Regions from separate parts of the Mus musculus genome. Here all the other regions are linked to region 1. Evidence: chromatin contacts called from public promoter capture Hi-C data. All regions are on one chromosome and are shown on one strand. Each heading gives the region's core, a stretch centred on a gene start, on an enhancer-like site or on the middle of the called end of the contact. The rest is flanking DNA. Distances are from core to core; before and after follow the strand shown.

Evidence for each region. Promoter capture Hi-C pulls out the DNA fragments that hold promoters and counts their contacts.
Region 2: a promoter capture Hi-C map of hippocampal neurons shows a contact between it and region 1, with 2.1 times the contacts expected there. The contact joins the enhancer-like site here to the promoter of Rabif in region 1. A contact is called at or near these places in 2 of 39 promoter capture datasets (the HPC-7 cell line and hippocampal neurons), 2 of 115 datasets of contacts at active chromatin or transcription factors (extraembryonic endoderm stem cells and pro-B cells) and 1 of 9 other capture datasets (adipose tissue).
Region 3: a promoter capture Hi-C map of erythroid cells shows a contact between it and region 1, with 26 times the contacts expected there. The contact joins the promoter of Chit1 here to the promoter of Rabif in region 1. A contact is called at or near these places in 4 of 39 promoter capture datasets (cranial neural crest, erythroid cells, neutrophils and 1 more) and 1 of 115 datasets of contacts at active chromatin or transcription factors (embryonic stem cells).
Region 4: a contact with region 1 is called in a promoter capture Hi-C map of neural stem cells. The contact joins the enhancer-like site here to the promoter of Rabif in region 1. A contact is called at or near these places in 15 of 39 promoter capture datasets (the 3T3-L1 cell line, 3T3-L1-derived adipocytes, the HPC-7 cell line and 10 more), 4 of 484 Hi-C or Micro-C datasets (the N1E-115 cell line, cerebellar granule neurons, gonadal supporting cells and 1 more) and 6 of 115 datasets of contacts at active chromatin or transcription factors (the NIH/3T3 cell line, bone marrow-derived macrophages, embryonic stem cells and 2 more).
Region 5: a contact with region 1 is called in a promoter capture Hi-C map of hippocampal neurons, with 2.9 times the contacts expected there. The contact joins the enhancer-like site here to the promoter of Rabif in region 1. A contact is called at or near these places in 7 of 39 promoter capture datasets (3T3-L1-derived adipocytes, the C10 cell line, embryonic stem cells and 4 more), 5 of 484 Hi-C or Micro-C datasets (the G1E-ER4 cell line and embryonic stem cells) and 3 of 115 datasets of contacts at active chromatin or transcription factors (embryonic stem cells and large pre-B cells).
Region 6: a contact with region 1 is called in a promoter capture Hi-C map of the HPC-7 cell line, with 2.4 times the contacts expected there. The contact joins the enhancer-like site here to the promoter of Rabif in region 1. A contact is called at or near these places in 5 of 39 promoter capture datasets (the HPC-7 cell line, hippocampal neurons, liver and 2 more) and 1 of 115 datasets of contacts at active chromatin or transcription factors (T-cell acute lymphoblastic leukemia).

Annotation. Positions count from the first base shown.
Region 1 is chr1:134,493,309-134,495,970 of GRCm38.p6, forward strand. It overlaps Rabif (RAB interacting factor), which reads left to right and starts at 1,331. Exons shown (of 2, transcript NM_145510.2): 1 at 1,331-1,501. The coding sequence starts at 1,376.
Region 2 is chr1:134,986,430-134,989,091 of GRCm38.p6, forward strand. Lgr6 (leucine-rich repeat-containing G protein-coupled receptor 6) reads right to left here. Exons shown (of 18, transcript NM_001033409.3): 18 at 1-1,762. The coding sequence ends at 507. Among named protein-coding and RNA genes, the nearest start is that of Ube2t, 25 kb to the left of the region's middle. Within about 2 kb of position 1,337, at least 128 of the 459 cell types and tissues checked have an H3K27ac peak or open chromatin away from gene starts, as enhancers often do. A contact at or near this core is called in hippocampal neurons, where this site is marked.
Region 3 is chr1:134,109,872-134,112,533 of GRCm38.p6, forward strand. Chit1 (chitinase 1 (chitotriosidase)) reads left to right here and starts at 1,371. Exons shown (of 12, transcript NM_001284525.1): 1 at 1,371-1,491.
Region 4 is chr1:134,857,221-134,859,882 of GRCm38.p6, forward strand. All of the region lies in intron 13 of Ppp1r12b (protein phosphatase 1, regulatory subunit 12B), which reads right to left. Among named protein-coding and RNA genes, the nearest start is that of Gm32670, 84 kb to the left of the region's middle. Within about 2 kb of position 1,326, at least 16 of the 459 cell types and tissues checked have an H3K27ac peak or open chromatin away from gene starts, as enhancers often do. A contact at or near this core is called in cerebellar granule neurons and neural stem cells, where this site is marked.
Region 5 is chr1:134,145,023-134,147,684 of GRCm38.p6, forward strand. It overlaps Chit1 (chitinase 1 (chitotriosidase)), which reads left to right. Exons shown (of 12, transcript NM_001284525.1): 6 at 230-395; 7 at 569-693; 8 at 1,540-1,663. Among named protein-coding and RNA genes, the nearest start is that of Chit1, 35 kb to the left of the region's middle. Within about 2 kb of position 1,314, at least 6 of the 459 cell types and tissues checked have an H3K27ac peak or open chromatin away from gene starts, as enhancers often do. A contact at or near this core is called in hippocampal neurons, where this site is marked.
Region 6 is chr1:134,769,179-134,771,840 of GRCm38.p6, forward strand. The region is part of intron 23 of Ppp1r12b (protein phosphatase 1, regulatory subunit 12B); the gene reads right to left. Among named protein-coding and RNA genes, the nearest start is that of Gm32670, 3.8 kb to the right of the region's middle. Within about 2 kb of position 1,308, at least 10 of the 459 cell types and tissues checked have an H3K27ac peak or open chromatin away from gene starts, as enhancers often do. A contact at or near this core is called in the HPC-7 cell line, where this site is marked.

The DNA.
Region 1 (2,662 bases), core at 81-2,580:
GCTTTAGTCGCTGGTTTACAAACCATTCTTAAGTTTGATCCCTTTTTTTGTTTGTTTGGTTTTTGTTTTTGTTTTTTTCAAGACAGGGTTTCTCTGTGTAGCCCTGGCTGTCCTGGAACTAACTCTGTAGACCAGGCTGGCCTCGAACTCAGAAATTTGCCTGCCTCTGCCTCCCAAGTGCTGGGATTAAAGGCTGTGCCACCATTGCCCAGCTTTAAATTTGATCCTTTTCTAGTGTACCCTGTGTCTAAAATCTTTCATTCCTGACAACCAAATGGTTAATTAAAATGATACCTACGGGGCCTGGAGAGATGAGTCATGGTTGAGTGCCAGCTGATGACTGTTCTTTCAGAGGATCTGGGCTGGGTTCCTGGCACCCATGTGGAAGGTTACAACAGTCAGTAACTCCAGTTCCAGACATCTTGTGCCCTCTTCTGGTCTCCACAGGCGCAAACACAATGCACTTACATGTAAGCCAAACACTTATAAAAAATATCTTTAAATAAATAAGTGGGTGTGCAGTGGTTGTGCATGCCTTTAATCCCAGCTAAGGTGGCCAGATCTGTCTGAGAACAACCAGGGCTACACAGAGCAACCCTGCCTTGAAAAACAAATACAGAGATAAAAGACCCAACATCCTAGACAGCTGTTTCCTAATCCATTTCTGAAATTGTTCTATTATATTTGAGTCTATGACCTTCTCAGGTTACTATTCTCACATACACAATGTCCATCATCATGTAATGTGGGACTAACAGGGGAGCAAGACTGCATTCTAGAACAGTAAGGTGGCTTAATTCCCTCGTTCTGATGTCCTATACACATTGCAAACCTTAGCCTTCTTCCTGTATTATGCCCGAGGGCATACCCTCTAAGGAAATGACGTTTTCAAAATTACTATAAGCAACGCTTTGCTACCTAATAAATGGCCACTATTAGTCTAGGCTTAATATTATCACACTTTTCGCAACACTAAATGTACTAAGCATTATACATACTTCTTACATAGAAAGCAATTGTTTTGTATCTAAATCTTGCTGAGGTGTGACCTGACCCGAATTATCGCCATCTACTCATGAGGCAAGGGAAATATCCCAAGAGTTAGTGGTAAGGCTAGCCATAGTGATTTGCTTAGGCCAATATTAAGGGCGCCTGGGAGACCAGGTATAGTGAAAAAGGATTGTCACAAGTAACTCCTGACACTTCCGTCCGGCAATAGAGAAAGGCGCCTGCGCAATAGAGTTCAGACGCCTGCGCAGAGGTACAGCGAGAGGCACGGGCGGGGCGCCCCCAGGGACCTGCGCCAGCGTAGTTCCGGGTGAGCCAGCTCAGATCGCGCGTGCGCCGTTGTGGCTGATGGTGTGGCGGCACGGCGATGGAACCCTGCGAGCTGCAGAACGAGCTCGTGTCAGCCGAGGGCCGGAACCGGAAGGCGGTGCTGTGCCAGCGTTGTGGCTCTCGGGTGCTGCAGCCAGGGACTGCTCTTTTCTCTCGCCGGCAGGTAGGAAAGTGCTTGATGCTGCTTAGAGTCGCGCTGTCCTGAGCGACCCAGCGGCTCCGGGTTGCTCCTGGTTCCCAGGTTTCCGGAGACCGCGCCCTTCCTTGCGCGTCTTTGCCCCTCCCCGCGTCGTGAGGCCCCGCCCACTGGCTTGGTTGGGGACTGGGACCCTCGTGTCGAGGCACAGTTGCCTGGTCCCCTAAACTGTTCTCTCTCGCAGAGTACTCCCTCAGAGGGTGTGCCTGTCCTAGGCGGCCCACCCGCCCCCAGGCTTTGGGTATCCTGCGCGAGCTAAGGGACGAACCCTAGCCCCCTGTTTCCTGGAGCTCTGGCTAACCTGCTGTACCCCGCAGGTGTATCTCCAGCCACCACTCGGTGTCGCCCCAGGGCACCTAAGAATCACTGGATTTCCTTCCCACCATAGCTTTTATCCATCTTTCAGTCCCTACTTGTCTCATTTGCTTCTCCCCAGAGGAGCTCCAGGATCAAGTTTGGTGGAGAGAATTCACACCGAGTGACTGCTAGTACCCAACTTTTCTAAGTCCCCCGAGATACAATTCCCAGGACGAGGCATTTCGAATAGATTTCGAAGGTTAACCATTCTTTTCTTGCAGTTAGGACTTTTTCATGTAGGATTTTGTGTGTGTGTGTGTGTGTGTGTGTGTGTGAAAGGTTTATAAAGTTAAATTTTAATTAAAGTGAAAGAGAAAGCACACTCCTGATGATAAGAGGTAATCTGGAATCTGAATCCTAAGGGTCCCCCACCCCCGTGTGTGTGTGTGTGTGTGTGTGTGTGTGTGTGTGTGTGTGTGTGTGTGTATGTGTGTTTAAGTTGTTTGTTTGTTTGACAGGGTCTCCCTATGTAGCCTTGGCTGGCTTGGAACTTGCTCTGTAGACCCAGCTGGCCTCTAACTTAAGAGGTCCACCTGGACTCCCCACTGCTAGGGATTAAAGGTATGAGCCGCGTATGGTAGGGTTTTAAAATAAGTGTCTTAAACCACCATCACCCCAATGAGAAAACTGAAAGAAAAAAAAAGTTTCTGAGCCCTTTTTTTTAAGTGTAACATGCGATCCTATTGGATAGTACAAACTAAATTGCTTTCAGACCCTCATTATAAATGGTTTGTAAGAAGCCACTGTTCTTTCAAGTGGTGGAGAGTCACA
Region 2 (2,662 bases), core at 87-2,586, 490 kb after region 1:
CATGACCCCATGACTCTAAGAAAGGGACATAATATGCAATGTCTTCCAAAGTGTATTTTAACAGGAAGCACTTTGGCACAGCATAGGTCAAGATTAATGGAACACAAAACACATTTTATATTCTATATGTCACAGGGGAGACTCTCCAATGTCTTTGGTAGTTGTCTTCCAGTGTCATGCTCTGTGAGACCTCCCCATCACTCTGCACTTACTGATCATGGCTCTGTCAGGGCCCCATAACCTTCACTGTCTTTTGCTTTTCTCCTTTCTCCTATGCAAATTTCCCAGGCCTCTGTCAGAAGTATTGGATTGGACAGAGAAGGCCCAGGGTGAAAGTGAAGCTGAAGGCCAAGACAAAGCAAGACTTGGAAGCACTCATTGGTTAGGGGTCGTGGAGAGAGAACAATGGAGTCAGAGGTGTTGGCCATCTTGCTATGGAGTTGGAGTTGTCTTTCTTTTATAAGCAGCCATCATTGGACGGGAAGAGGACAAACAGAGAGGGATATTTACAAGTGAGAGGCAAAGAGAGAGCCAGAGGGCCAGAGGGCTCCACCCACGGAAGAGCCACAGCCTGCCAAAGTGGCTCCCTCTGCCTTCAGCAGCAGTTCTCCCTTCATGGGAGGTTGTGGGTTCCCAAACTTGGTTCCATCAGACTCTACAAAATGGTTTCCCTCCAGCCTGGTAGCCCCCGGCTGATGTCGGGAGATGAGGGTCACTGAAGGGAAGCCATAGGTCTCTAGCCCAGGAGGCTGCCCAGCCTCAGAAGCTTCCAGAATAAGATCCACATCTGAGAAAGCCACCAGCGCTTGGGTGGAGTCGCAGGAGCTCTTCTCCAGCTCACCGGCTGCAGCGTAGGCTAGGGGCCCTGGGGACCGAGGGCTTGGCCAGAGCCGCCGAAGGTCATCCCGGAAGTGAGGGTTGAAGAGCAGGTAGAGCAGTGGGTTGAGGCAGGCAGGCAGAGGCAGCACCACCAGAAGGACTGACTTGACAGCCTCGGGGGTGACAGGGAAGAGGCCCAGCATAGAGGCAAAGCTGAGGAAGGCCACGGGGCAGTAGAGGAGGCCATCTGCAAAGATGAGCCAGGCCACGTGGCGCACCATGGCGCAGTCCCACACGGCCTCAAAGTCACCCCGTGGCAGGTCACAGTAGAGCTTGATGTAGGCGCCGGCCACCACCAGGAAGCAGAGCGAGTTCATCATCACCAGGGCTACAGCGAAGCCCAGGGCAGCCGGCCGGCCCTCGGGTGGGGCGTAGGGCAGGCAGAGTGGGGAGGCGCCATACTCTCCCACCGAGGCCAGCGGCAGTGCTGCGGCCAGCCCGGCCAGCGCCAGGCATCCCAGTGCGCCTGCGCGGACGCTGCCAGGCGACGGCGCCTTCCCGTAGGCTCGGACGCAGGTCACGGAGATGCTGCACTGCACGGCCGCCAGTGTGAGCAGCAGCACCGACGCCTCTGAACCCAGGACAGCCAGGAAGCCCGTAGCCTGGCAGCCCAGACCGCTCTCCCAGCGGGCTCCATACTCAGCGAACTGACCATAGGTCAAGGCGTCCACCGAGGCCAGGAGACCACAGGAAATGCCCGACAGGGCGTTGGCGCCTGCCATCGCACCCACCACAAGCTTGACGGGGGACAGCGGGCTGGGTCCGCTGGCAAAGACTGTCAGCAGCACCAGCCCGTTACAGAGTACGGAGAGTAACACGATGGCCCACACAGCAAGGCGGATGCCCCAGCTCTCAAAGAGGTGCTCGCAGGGCTTGAAGGGGCCTGTGTGAGAGAGGAGCAGAGATAGATGTAAGCCCAGAGCCAGAGCTGCCAGAACCCAGCTCACTGGTAAAGCCATGATCAGACAACTCCTAACTCAAAGGAGACCAACAGGAGAGAATTTCTGTCTCAGAAATAGAGACTTGAAAACTCGAAAAAACAAAAACAAAACAAAAACCTCCCGAAAGGAAAAAAAAAAAAAAAAAACCTCCCGAAAATGGGGTGGGAGAACTAAGAGGAAGCTGGGAAGAAAAATACACAGAAATAGATGCGTGATGCAGTGCAAACCCAGACCCGAGGAAATGCTAAGAAATTTAGTCTTCCTAAAGGAACACGATTTGGAGAGATAGAAGGAACAAACTGTCCGACAGAAGCGAAGAGACGTTCAGGCGAGAGCAAAGGCAGAGTGAGGCGCTGTCCAGAGTCAACTACTTTATGGTGGTGACTCTGCCCAAGCCATCATTGACATTTCCACGGTTGGTCGAGAAGTCCTGAGTAGACTTATTAGGCTGGTTCTCCCTTGCTTTGAGTACACTTCATGTTTATCGTGCAATCAGTATTTGGAAGACAAAGGGCATAATCGAAATATAGAAAACTTTGCCAAGTATAGCAGTTCCCATCTATAATCTCAACACTTAGGGAGCTGAGGCAGGAGGGGATGTGTGTGAGGCTAGCCTGAGATGATAGTGAGACCCTAACTAAAAACAAAGAAAAAATACTTTGAACTTCTCAAATTTTCCAACTGGACCCCAGAGTAGATTGGTCAGATCCTGGCGTCTTTCCATCTCTTTCCCCAATGCTATTCTTAAGTCACCTTGTAACTTTTGGGCATAGTATTTCTTCATTTCCTTTGGCTCTAGACTTGTTTTTCAATGTATTGCTAGGTGGCTGGGGAATTTAACA
Region 3 (2,662 bases), core at 121-2,620, 380 kb before region 1:
TCTGGTGGGGTTAAAAGTAAGAGTATGACGATGGGAATGGTCATGGTGGCTCAAGAGAAGTCATCGCACATCCCAGACTATCTGGGTTTGGAAGAAGAGGGGCTGGGGGTGAGTGAGGGTGGGTGGGTGGGTGGAGGTGGGTGTTGTGTATGTATGTTCCAGACTCCACTACGTACTGTACGTACTGTGCTTCTGAGGCTCCAGTTAACAGTCTTCTCATGGTAAGATACATACATCTTCCAGTATTCCCCACCACACACACACACACACACACACACACACACACACACACACACAAAACCCTGGAGGACTACATTTCCCAGACTTCCATCCACTTAGGTATGGTCATGTGACTGGGTTTGTCCAATTAGCAGCAAATGAATGTATCAGGGCAGTTTCTTCTTTTTAGTTTGTTTCTTTGAGATTCACCACCCCCCACACACACGGTTGGCCATATGACTATGAAGTCAAGGACAAGTCTAAAACTACCTAGCTGCTCTGTGTGTGTGTGTGTGTGTGTGTGTGTGTGTGTGTGTGTGTGTGTGTGTTGGGGATTTGAGTCTGAGGGTTCTTATGCCCACACTCCCCTACCATAGTATGTGGGTTTGAGTCCCTCTGTGTTCCTCTGTACCTTCATCAGCTATTGCATGAGAAACATTACAGCCATCTCTGCTTAAGGATGGAAATCATTGTGCCATTGGGTGCTTCTCCTATTGAGCAAACAATAGTGTGTGCCTACTCACGCCTAGATGATGTCAGTCAGCTGCCCTGCCTGTCAGCTACCCTGCCTGGCCTCTTGCTGTAGTCAAGAGATATGGTAACCGTGAGCTGGATGGGGTGGCATACTCAGGACGTAGCAACATATGGCTTGTAGCAAGCTTTAAAAAAAAAATAGCAGCAGTTAGGGGCTGGAGAGTTAGCTCAGTGGTTACGGGCAATGTTTGTTCTTCCAGAGGATCTGGGTTCAATTCCCAGCGCCCACATGTCAGCTCACAATTGTCTGTAACTCCAGTTCCAGAGGATCTGACATCTTCAGACAGGCAGGCAGACCAAAAAACCAATGCTCACAAAATAAAAATAAATAAATTGGAAAAAAAAAAAAAGCTGGGTGGTGGTGGTGACACAGGCTTTTCTTTAATCCCAGCACTCAGGAAGCAGAGGTAGGCAGATCTCTGTGAGTTCAGGTCTTCAGCTAGAGTTTGAGAATAACCAAGGTTACACAGAGAACCCTTGTCTCATAAAAACAAAGCCAAACTGTGGTAGTGTGGATTGGCCCAGGGAGTGGCATTACTAGAAGGTGTGACCTTGTAGGAAGAAGTGAGTCACTGTAGTGGTGGCCTTTAAGATCCCCCTAGAGGCCGGAGGATGTCAGTTTCTCCTGACTGCAGTTGGAACAAGTTGTAGAGCTCTCGGCTCCTTCTCCAGCACCAAGTCGGCCTAGACAGTGCCATGCTTCTCACCATGATGATGATGGATTAAACCGCTGAAACTGTAAGCCAACCCCAACTAAATGCTTGCTTTTATAAGAGTTGCCTTGTCTCTTCATAGCAGTGGAAACCCTAACTAAGACAGAAGTTGGTACCAGAGACTGGGGTATTGCTATGATAGGCCTGACCATGCTTTTGTTTGGAGGGTGATATGAATGGTGCAGACCTTGCTCAAGGGGTTTCAGAGGAGAGGAATTTTAGTATGTTGCTTGGAGAACATTCTTATGAAGTTATGCTGAAGAACGTGGCTGCTTTTTGCCCTTGTCTGAAGAGTCTGCTTGAAGCTAAGGCGAAGGCAAAGAAAGAGAATCAGATTAATTGCATTGACAGAAGAAGTCTCAGAAAAGCCCAGCATAGACTTTGTCCTCTGGTTCGCTCCCATGAAGAGTGTTTTGATCAAGTGTAGCAAGCTTAGAAAGGAAAAATACAAAATGGGCATCGGGAAGTGCGATGTAGGTAAATCCTGTGTTTGAGGAGATAAACAGATTAAGGGAGTGGTGATTTTCAGCAAGCTACGCTTATTGCTTGTGTGTTTGCAGTTGAACAACAGATAGTTAACCTTGTTGAGACTGCTATTGACTATGGGGACTTTTGAAGTTGGACTAAATATATTTTGCATTCTGTTAATCTGGGTATGGCCTCCATAGACTCATATGTTTGAACAAGTTTATGGGGCTAGGGGGTAGAATGTGGTGGTTTGGATATGCTTGGTGCAAGGAATGGCACTCTTAGGAGAGGTAGAGGAAGTGTGTCACTGTGGGGGGTGAACTTTGAGACTCTCCCCCAAGTGACCTGAGGATGCCTTTCTTGACTGCAGTTGGAACAAGATGTAGAACTCTCAGGCCCTTCTCCATCACTATGTCTGCCCACATGCTGCCATGCTTCCTACCATGATGATAATGGATTAAACCTCTAAAACTGTAAGCCAGCCCCAGTTAAATGTTTGCCTTTATAAGAGTTGCCTTGGTCATGGTGTCTCCTCACAGCAACGGAAACCCCAACTAAGACACAAACAAACAAACTAGTAGACCTGTGCCCTAAAATGACAATTAAAATAAATCATAACCGATGTGGCCAGAGCTTTCACTTGTCCACCTAATAGACAATGCCCAGACAGCTATCATCACAGAGTCTCAGGGGGCTGGTGGGTTTAGAATTGAGTGTCACATGCAGGA
Region 4 (2,662 bases), core at 76-2,575, 360 kb after region 1:
GTCACTGTAATAAAGCAAGTCTTTGGGTTTTCTAGTGCATATAAACAAAATGTTTAATATTTTTATAGTCAATTTTGCTGTAGCAGTGCCTAAAAATACAATGTATGCAACCTTAATTCAAAAATTATATTGTGCTGACAAGATGGCTTAATAGATACAAAGGCAGTTACCACTAAGCCTGGTGACACTAATTGATCCTTCCCTCCCTCCTCCTTCCTTCCTCCCTCCCTCCTCCCCTTCTTTCTTTCTTTTTCTTCTTTCTTTCTTTCTTTCTTTCTTTCTTTCTTTCTTTCTTTCTTTCTTTCTTTCTTTCTTTCTTTCTTTCTTTCTTCTTCTTCTTCTTTTTTTTTTTTTTTGTTTTGTTTTGCGTCAGGGTTTCTCTGTGTAGCTCTGGCTGTCCTGGAACTCACTCTGCAGACCAGGCTGACCTCAAACTCACAGAGATCCGCCTGCTTCTGCTTCCTGAGTGCTGGCATTAAAGGTGCGTGTCACCACTGCCTGGCCTTCCTTCTTTCTCTCGCTTATTAATTTTGGACTTCTTGAGATGGGTTTGAGACAGACCCAAGCTGGCCTCAAGGTTGTGCTAATCCTCCTGCCTCAAGCATTCTCAGTGCTCTGTTGTACCTGGCTTTGACCTTTCCTTTCACAGAAAATTTCTGGGTAGCCTGGGATGTCAGCTGATGCTCTCTTCTCTTCTCTTCTCTTCTCTTCTCTTCTCTTCTCTTCTCTCCTTCTCCTCCTCCTCCTTCTTCTTCTTCATTTTTTTTTTTTTGGTTTTTTTGAGACAGGGTTTCCTGTGTATCCCTGGCTGTCCTGGAACTCACTTTGTAGACCAGGCTGGCCTCGAACTCAGAAATCCGTCTGCCTCTGCCTCTCCAGTGCTGGGATTAAAGGCGTGCACCACCACTGCCGGCTGCTATTTTATTTTCAATGTATATTTCACCTACTGTCATGTACACTTTGCTCTCTTCTTGCTCAAGATTCATACAAGGGAAAAAAGATTACATCAACAAAGAAAAAGTAGGTTCAACTCTGCTATAGACATTTAGACAAGGAAAACATTTTAGAGCAAAAATGGAGAGAAATAGGGAAACTATAAAACCTTTTCTTTAATTGGCAACTGTCATAGTTTTAGAGATAATTTTAAGTGTTTTTAAAAATGATGGCTTAATTATGTTTTAAAATTTCTAACATTCCAAAGATGATATCAAATTAATCTGCAGACAGCTTCACATTAGCTGGAATAACTACCTAGTTTAATAGACTCCAAAGGACTCAGGAAGGTTGGGATGAGGGTAGATGGATGACTCAGTCAGTATAGGTCACCCCTTGAGAAGCAAGCAGAGCTGAGTATAATGTGGGTTCTTCAGAGGGACAAGCAATTCTAGCCTTCTGTGGAAACAAACTATTTATAGCCATTTCTTGGATGGATGGAAGGAAGGACATCTGAAGGAAGAAAGTGATATAAAATTCAGGGCTGGTCAGAGGGAGGGAAAAGGGAGCAGGGATACAAAGAGGAGAAAAGGCAGGCAGAGACAGTCAGTCACTATCAGCTCTAATATTAGCCCGGGGAATTATTTATATTCTGTTGCTAAGGAAAACTTGGAGCTTTGGAAAATGAACTTGACCACTACATGATTGTGACAGCTGCTACTTAGCGTGGTGTCCCTGCAGAGCTATCTGCCAACTGCTGGCTACTTGCCATTTCTGTCCTGCAGTCTGCTAGTCAAATCATCTGGCCCTTCAGAGCCAGATGAGCCTGCTGGTTTCTATAGTCCCCATGTCAACCCAAAACATGGAGGGTAGCGATTAGTTCTATATTCTGGGCTACAAATCAAGACAGGCTGGCCCTGGAATCAAACTTTTACTTTTGAATGGGTATTATTTTAATTCAAAAGTTGAAATATTTCAATATAGAGGAAAAGAGGGCCTAGCCGATGATAAGTGAAGACTTTATACAATCTTATGACTTCAACTTACTTATGACTTTCATTAGAGTAAGGAACCTATTTCTCGTTCCTGTCCATCATGTAAAGAAAGGAAGTAGCAGCTGAACACACTACAGCTTTTTCAGGAAAGCAGACATTAGTAAACCCAAGACCATTTCTCCTTAAAATTAATAAATCATATTATGTATTTTGTTGTGAGATGTGAATTCAAGATCATGGCTGGCCATGGCAGCTCAGAACACACAGTTCTGAGAAGAGATGCCTCAGCTACTAAGTGAGACCTTGTCTTAAGAAAACAAAACCCAATTAACCAGGCTTGACATTCCAAATACTCTAGGGGATGGGGCATAGAGACCCTATGTTCTGCCAGAGCAACAGAGCAAGTTTAAGCCCCCGTTTCTCCAAAAAAAAAAAAAAAAAAAAGTTAACAAAGGGGCTAGGGAAAGAGGAGCACTCTCATATAGGCAAAGGGGAGGGTAGATATGGGATGGGGGGGGGGGTCGCGGGATGGGGGGGGGTGGAGGGGGTAACCGGGAAGTGGGATATCATTTGAGATGTAAACAAATGGAAAAGGAAAGAAAGAGAGTGCTTATCTAGCAGCAACAAGGACAGGCCCTAGGTTTAATCTCTAGTCATACTAGTCACACAGAGACACAGACATACAAATACACACAAATATACCTACACAGACATACACACAGACACACATACAG
Region 5 (2,662 bases), core at 64-2,563, 350 kb before region 1:
GGAGCAGCCCCAGTGACAGTGACATTAGGGTTAGAAAGCACTTCTGTTGTTCCTTTTCTTAACCAGGCCCTTAACCTGTCAGCAAGTACCCCAGCAGCCCCCAGGAACCCTAGAACCCTTTCTTGTCTAAACATGTGATTGGGACCCCGAGAACTCTCCTATTCACCCTTGAGCAAGACAGTGACCTGTCTAGCCCCAGTCAGGCCACACCCCTTCCATCATTCCACAGGTTCACAGACATGGTGGCCACCGCCAGCAACCGGCAGACCTTTGTGAAGTCAGCCCTAAGTTTCCTGCGCACTCAAGGTTTTGATGGCCTTGACCTTGACTGGGAGTTCCCAGGTGGACGTGGGAGCCCCACAGTAGACAAAGAGAGATTCACAGCCCTGATACAGGTATGGCTGGGAGGGACTAGGGTCATTCAGTCTGCCGAGTGACTCAGGGTGGTGGTCCTACCCCAGTGCCAGCAGCTTCAGACTGCAGAATGTGAACACCTATCAGGGAGTGGGTAATAGCATAGAGGGTCCTGCTAGCTCCTGCCTCTACCTTCATGCTGTTCTTCCCACAGGACTTGGCCAAAGCCTTCCAGGAGGAAGCCCAGTCCTCAGGGAAGGAACGCCTCCTTCTGACTGCAGCTGTACCGAGTGATCGAGGCCTGGTGGATGCTGGCTACGAGGTGGACAAGATTGCCCAGTGAGTCTCATGAATCCCTATGTTCTCCAAGGCTGGAGCAGCCCAGGGTGGTTGAGCATTCCAGAAACAAAGCAGATCTCTGCTTGCAAGGCATGACTTCCAGTTGTTATCACGCAACTGAGAAGTCACTGCTTTCTGTGTTGGCTACACTGCACTATTTCAGATCCTTTCTGTGGGTGTGTGGGGATGGTTAGGTGGTCTTTGTTCTTCCCTTCCTCTGGTACTCACAAGGTTCAAGAAAGAACACACTTGGGGCAGGAGGAGGGAGATCACAACCCTTAAGCATCTCCAAGAATATGGGAGGTCACATGCTAGCTCCTCGGTGGGGTGTGTGGAGCTGCAGCCCCTATGACACTTGAGAGATGGTACACCGGTGCATGCATTTATTCCCAGCATTCAGGAGGTGAGGGCAGGCAAGTCCCTGTGAGTCTGAAACCAGCCTGCTCTTCACTGATTTCCAGGCCAGCTACATAGAGAGAGATGCTGTGAGTGTGAGTGAGTGTGTGTGTGTGTGTGTGTGTGTGTGTGTGTGTGTGTGTGTGTGAAAGCTTGTTAGAAATGCAGCCTGCTGAGTGAACGCCTACATTTTAGTGAGATTCTCAGGGGACTTATGAAATGTTAACGCTTTGGAAGCACTGAGCTAGATTGCTTCCAAAATGGCAAAATCGAACCAGCTCTCTCGCACAGAACAGAAAACACCTGAGGGTGCTGACGTGGGCGGTGGGGGGCAGGACATCGAAGACAATGTCCAACACCACAGTGGGAATGGGAATGGTCTGAGGGTGAGGGATAGAGAATGTCCTTATCTCTCCTTCTTGTTCCCACCCCTTCCCATGTCTCCTGCAGGAGCTTGGATTTCATCAACCTTATGGCCTACGACTTCCACAGCTCCTTGGAAAAGACCACAGGGCATAACAGCCCCCTCTACAAAAGGCAAGGAGAAAGTGGGGCAGCCGCTGAGCAAAACGTGGTGAGTGGTTGGTGGGATGAGGCGGGGGTCTTCTGTCCAGCAGGACCTGGGTAGTGGCCTCGTTTGAACCCCAGTTCCCTAATGGAAAACAAAACCAGGAAAACCAAGGACGACACCAAGGACCAGGCTTTTCCTGTTGTCTTGTTTGCTGGCTTTATTCTGTCCCATGCCATTTCTGAGGGGAAGGTGTCACTTCTCTGCAGGATCTTAGCTGACAACAGAGCAAGTCACTTTAATGACATCAGACACACAAGGGACTGATGTGGAAGCTTCCTTGGAACTTGACTCTACAGCCAGTATGACCCCCACATGTTTCACATCCATCCTTGCCCAAGGTTGATAACACTGCAAGGGACATCACTTGAGGAGGAACAACCAGGCCCTGGAAGGGCAGACTGGTCTTAAACTGGAGCTGGGATTTCCTGCCCAACTCTTTCTCTCTGAGAAGTCTGGATAGCTTATATATGCCCAGACTATAGTCACAGGTCAAGAATAACGATTCTTTCTTAAGAAAGAATCATTCTTAAGAAAGAAACGATTCATTTCTCTTTCTTAAGACAGCCACCATGGCACTCCCTAAATTTGGAATGCCTTTTGCTTTTGGTGTCCTGTATCTGAGAGGGCAGGAATAGGACATTTTTATCTCTCTGGCACTTTCACAAAGTTAATACTGTGGGTTAGAGGGCCACATCAGGCCTGACTGTGTACCTCATCTGGAAAACAGAATGGGTTTTGAAGGAAGCTAAACAGCTCAGTTCAGTGGAGGACACAAAGACACAAAGCTGATTGCTGTTTGGGGCTGAGCCCATCAGCCGGGTATTCTCTGGGCTGGAAAAGGAAGGGTTTTGCCTTTGACCACATGTCTTCTACTTGCCAATTGTGTGTCTGAGAACTGCTTCTGGCCAGTCTCCCCTATCTAAACATACATAAGATGTGTCATTCAGGGACCCTAGTTTTTCTCTCAGAAATTTGGGGTTTGATCATGGGTAATCTATTCAG
Region 6 (2,662 bases), core at 58-2,557, 280 kb after region 1:
CTTAAAAAAAAAAAAAGCTGGGTGGTGGTGGCAAGCGCCTTTAATCCCAGCACTTGGGAGGCAGAGGCAGGAGGATTTCTGAGTTCCAGGTCAGCTTGGTCTACAAAGTGAGTTCCAGGACAGCCAGGGCTACACAGAGAAACCCTGTCTCGAAAAAAACCCCAAACCCAAAACCCAAACCCCCCCCCCCAAAAAAAAAAGAAAAGAGAAGAAAACCACAGCTTGATATGATAAGAACATAGAAAGAAACATGCAAACCTGTGTAACCCAAAGGATCAAGAACAACTAAGAATACCAAAGTGCTTCTGTACTTGCCAGTTTAGAATGACAACAGAAATAAGAGAGAACCCGAGGGTCCTCATTTTTCTTTTTTGTCCACTTTTGAGTCTTTGCATGGGGCTTACGTGAATGGCACAAAGGGCTATGGGCACAAAATGCCTCCCTATGGACTTCAGGGCACTCGTGTGTGTGTGTGTGTGTGTGTGTGTGTGTGTGTGTGTGTGTGAGAGAGAGAGAGAGAGAGAGAGAGAGAGAGAGAGAGAGAGAGAGAGAGAGAGAGAGCACTACAACCCCAGGTCCTTTCTTTCTGTTCACTGCATCTCCTCTCGCTTGGTTTTGAGACTGGGTCTCATGGATCCTATGCTGGCCTGGAACCTTCTGGGATTTCAGCTATGCATCACCACAGCTGGTTTATGTGGTCCTGAGGATCCAACCTAGGGCTAAGTGCATGTTAATTACACATTCTACCTACTAAGCTACATGCTTAGCCCTCTTTTTCTTTATTATTTTACTCATTTATTTTTTGAGGTTGCTTGTTTTCTCTTCCTCTCCCCCTCTTTCCTTCTTTCTTTCTTTGAGACAGGGTCTTTATGTAGACCAGGCTGGTCTTGAACTTACAGAGACTGTCTCTGCTCCCTAAGTGCTGGGATTACAGGTATATGCCATCATACTCAGACACAGGGTTTTACATATTTTTAATATATATTTAACATTAAGTCAGATATTTAATATATATTTTAATATATATTTAAAAGATGCACTTAAGCATTAACTTGTGTGTATGAGTACTCTGCCTGCATATATGCATATGCACAAAGTACGTGTTCGGTGCCCACAGAGGTTAGAAGTCTCCCTGGAACTGCAGTTGCAGATTATTATAAAACATCATGTGGGTGCGGGGAACTGAACCCAGGTCCTCTGCATAAATAAGTGCTCTTAACTATGGAGTTAGCTCTCTAGCCATCCTGACACAGGTAGTACAGACAGCAGCCTAACCGCAGTGTACGAGGGCACAGTTGAGGGTTTCAGATGGGAAGCCCTCACGCACATAGAACTGTATGTGCTGAGTCACGAAGAACTGCTTGGCAATACTAGCATACTACACTAAGAGGAAGAAAGTACTACTGTAAGTGAGGTGGGTTTGGAAAATCCAGAAGGTGAAAAAATGCAATGTATTTGTGAGGGTAGTGTTCTGTCTGCTCAAGAGAATCAAACACTATTTCTACTTCCTGGTATTTTTGAGTCAACCTGGGAAATGGAAAGTGTCTGAAGGATAACTAGTTAGTGCTTCAGATTCTACGTGACCATTACTAGTCACACTGTGGGCTGGTGACCTGGAAGTGAGGGTCAGGCTTGGCATTTCCCCTTCACTACAACTATGGGGGGTAACAGGACTGTGAGGACGGGCTCTGAAAACTTTGTGTGTGGGGAGGTATCCACAAATAACATCTTTCTAGGCATTAAAACACCAGCTGTCTCCTGGAAAGCAATCCACTTGCACACCAGAGACCTTACTCACAGGAGGACATTTGGGGATTTGTCTGACACTGCTCCAGGGTTTCTGCCTCCTAGCTACAGAAATCTACATCTGACTTGGCATTACTTATCCACTAAAGTAACATTCTTGAAGAACGGAAGAAGCTGAGCAAGCTGACAATGGCTGTGTAGCACAACGCACTTCAGGGATGAGCTGCTCCAGTATCTTAGATGGATGGTTCCCCTTGCTTAGCAGCCCCATGGTCCGTCCGTCCGTCCGTCCTTCCTTCCTTCCTTCCTTCCTTCCTTCCTTCCTTCCTTCCTTCCTTCCTTCCTTCCTTCCTTCCTCCCTCCCTCCCTCCCTCCCTCCCTCCCTCCCTCCCTTCCTTCCTTCCTTCCTTCCTATAGCAATGGACCAGTTCTCAAAATTGGCAACAATCCATTCAAGAAGAGGGAGGCAGTCAGCCCTCAAGTAGGTCATGTGGAGGTCACTTGGAGGTATGCGTTTGCTCTAGTGGGTGAAAGCCAAGAACTCTGGGATACTGCAGAGGAAATGGCCTAGGACAGGAAATCAATATGCAAACACATTTTCATACTGCTGTAGAATGACTCAGCTGTACTTCTCCTGCAAGAGCTGTTTGGCGAGAAAAGCCTGTAGCCATGCCCAGGCTACATGGAGCTCCCTTAGCGGGGACTCTGCAGAACGGGGAGAACTTGTTCTAGCTTTCACCTCGTCTCCCCAGGGGGAAGTCGCTGCTTTTAAAACCTTGGAAGTTCAGCTTGAGGTTTTTGTCTCCAGCCTGCTGAAAGTATTGGGAAAGTCCCCATATCCCAATCAGTTGCTCCTACAAGAGCTCTGAGATGGCCACAGCGGACGCAGCATGAACTGAGATAGCCCAAGAGATGG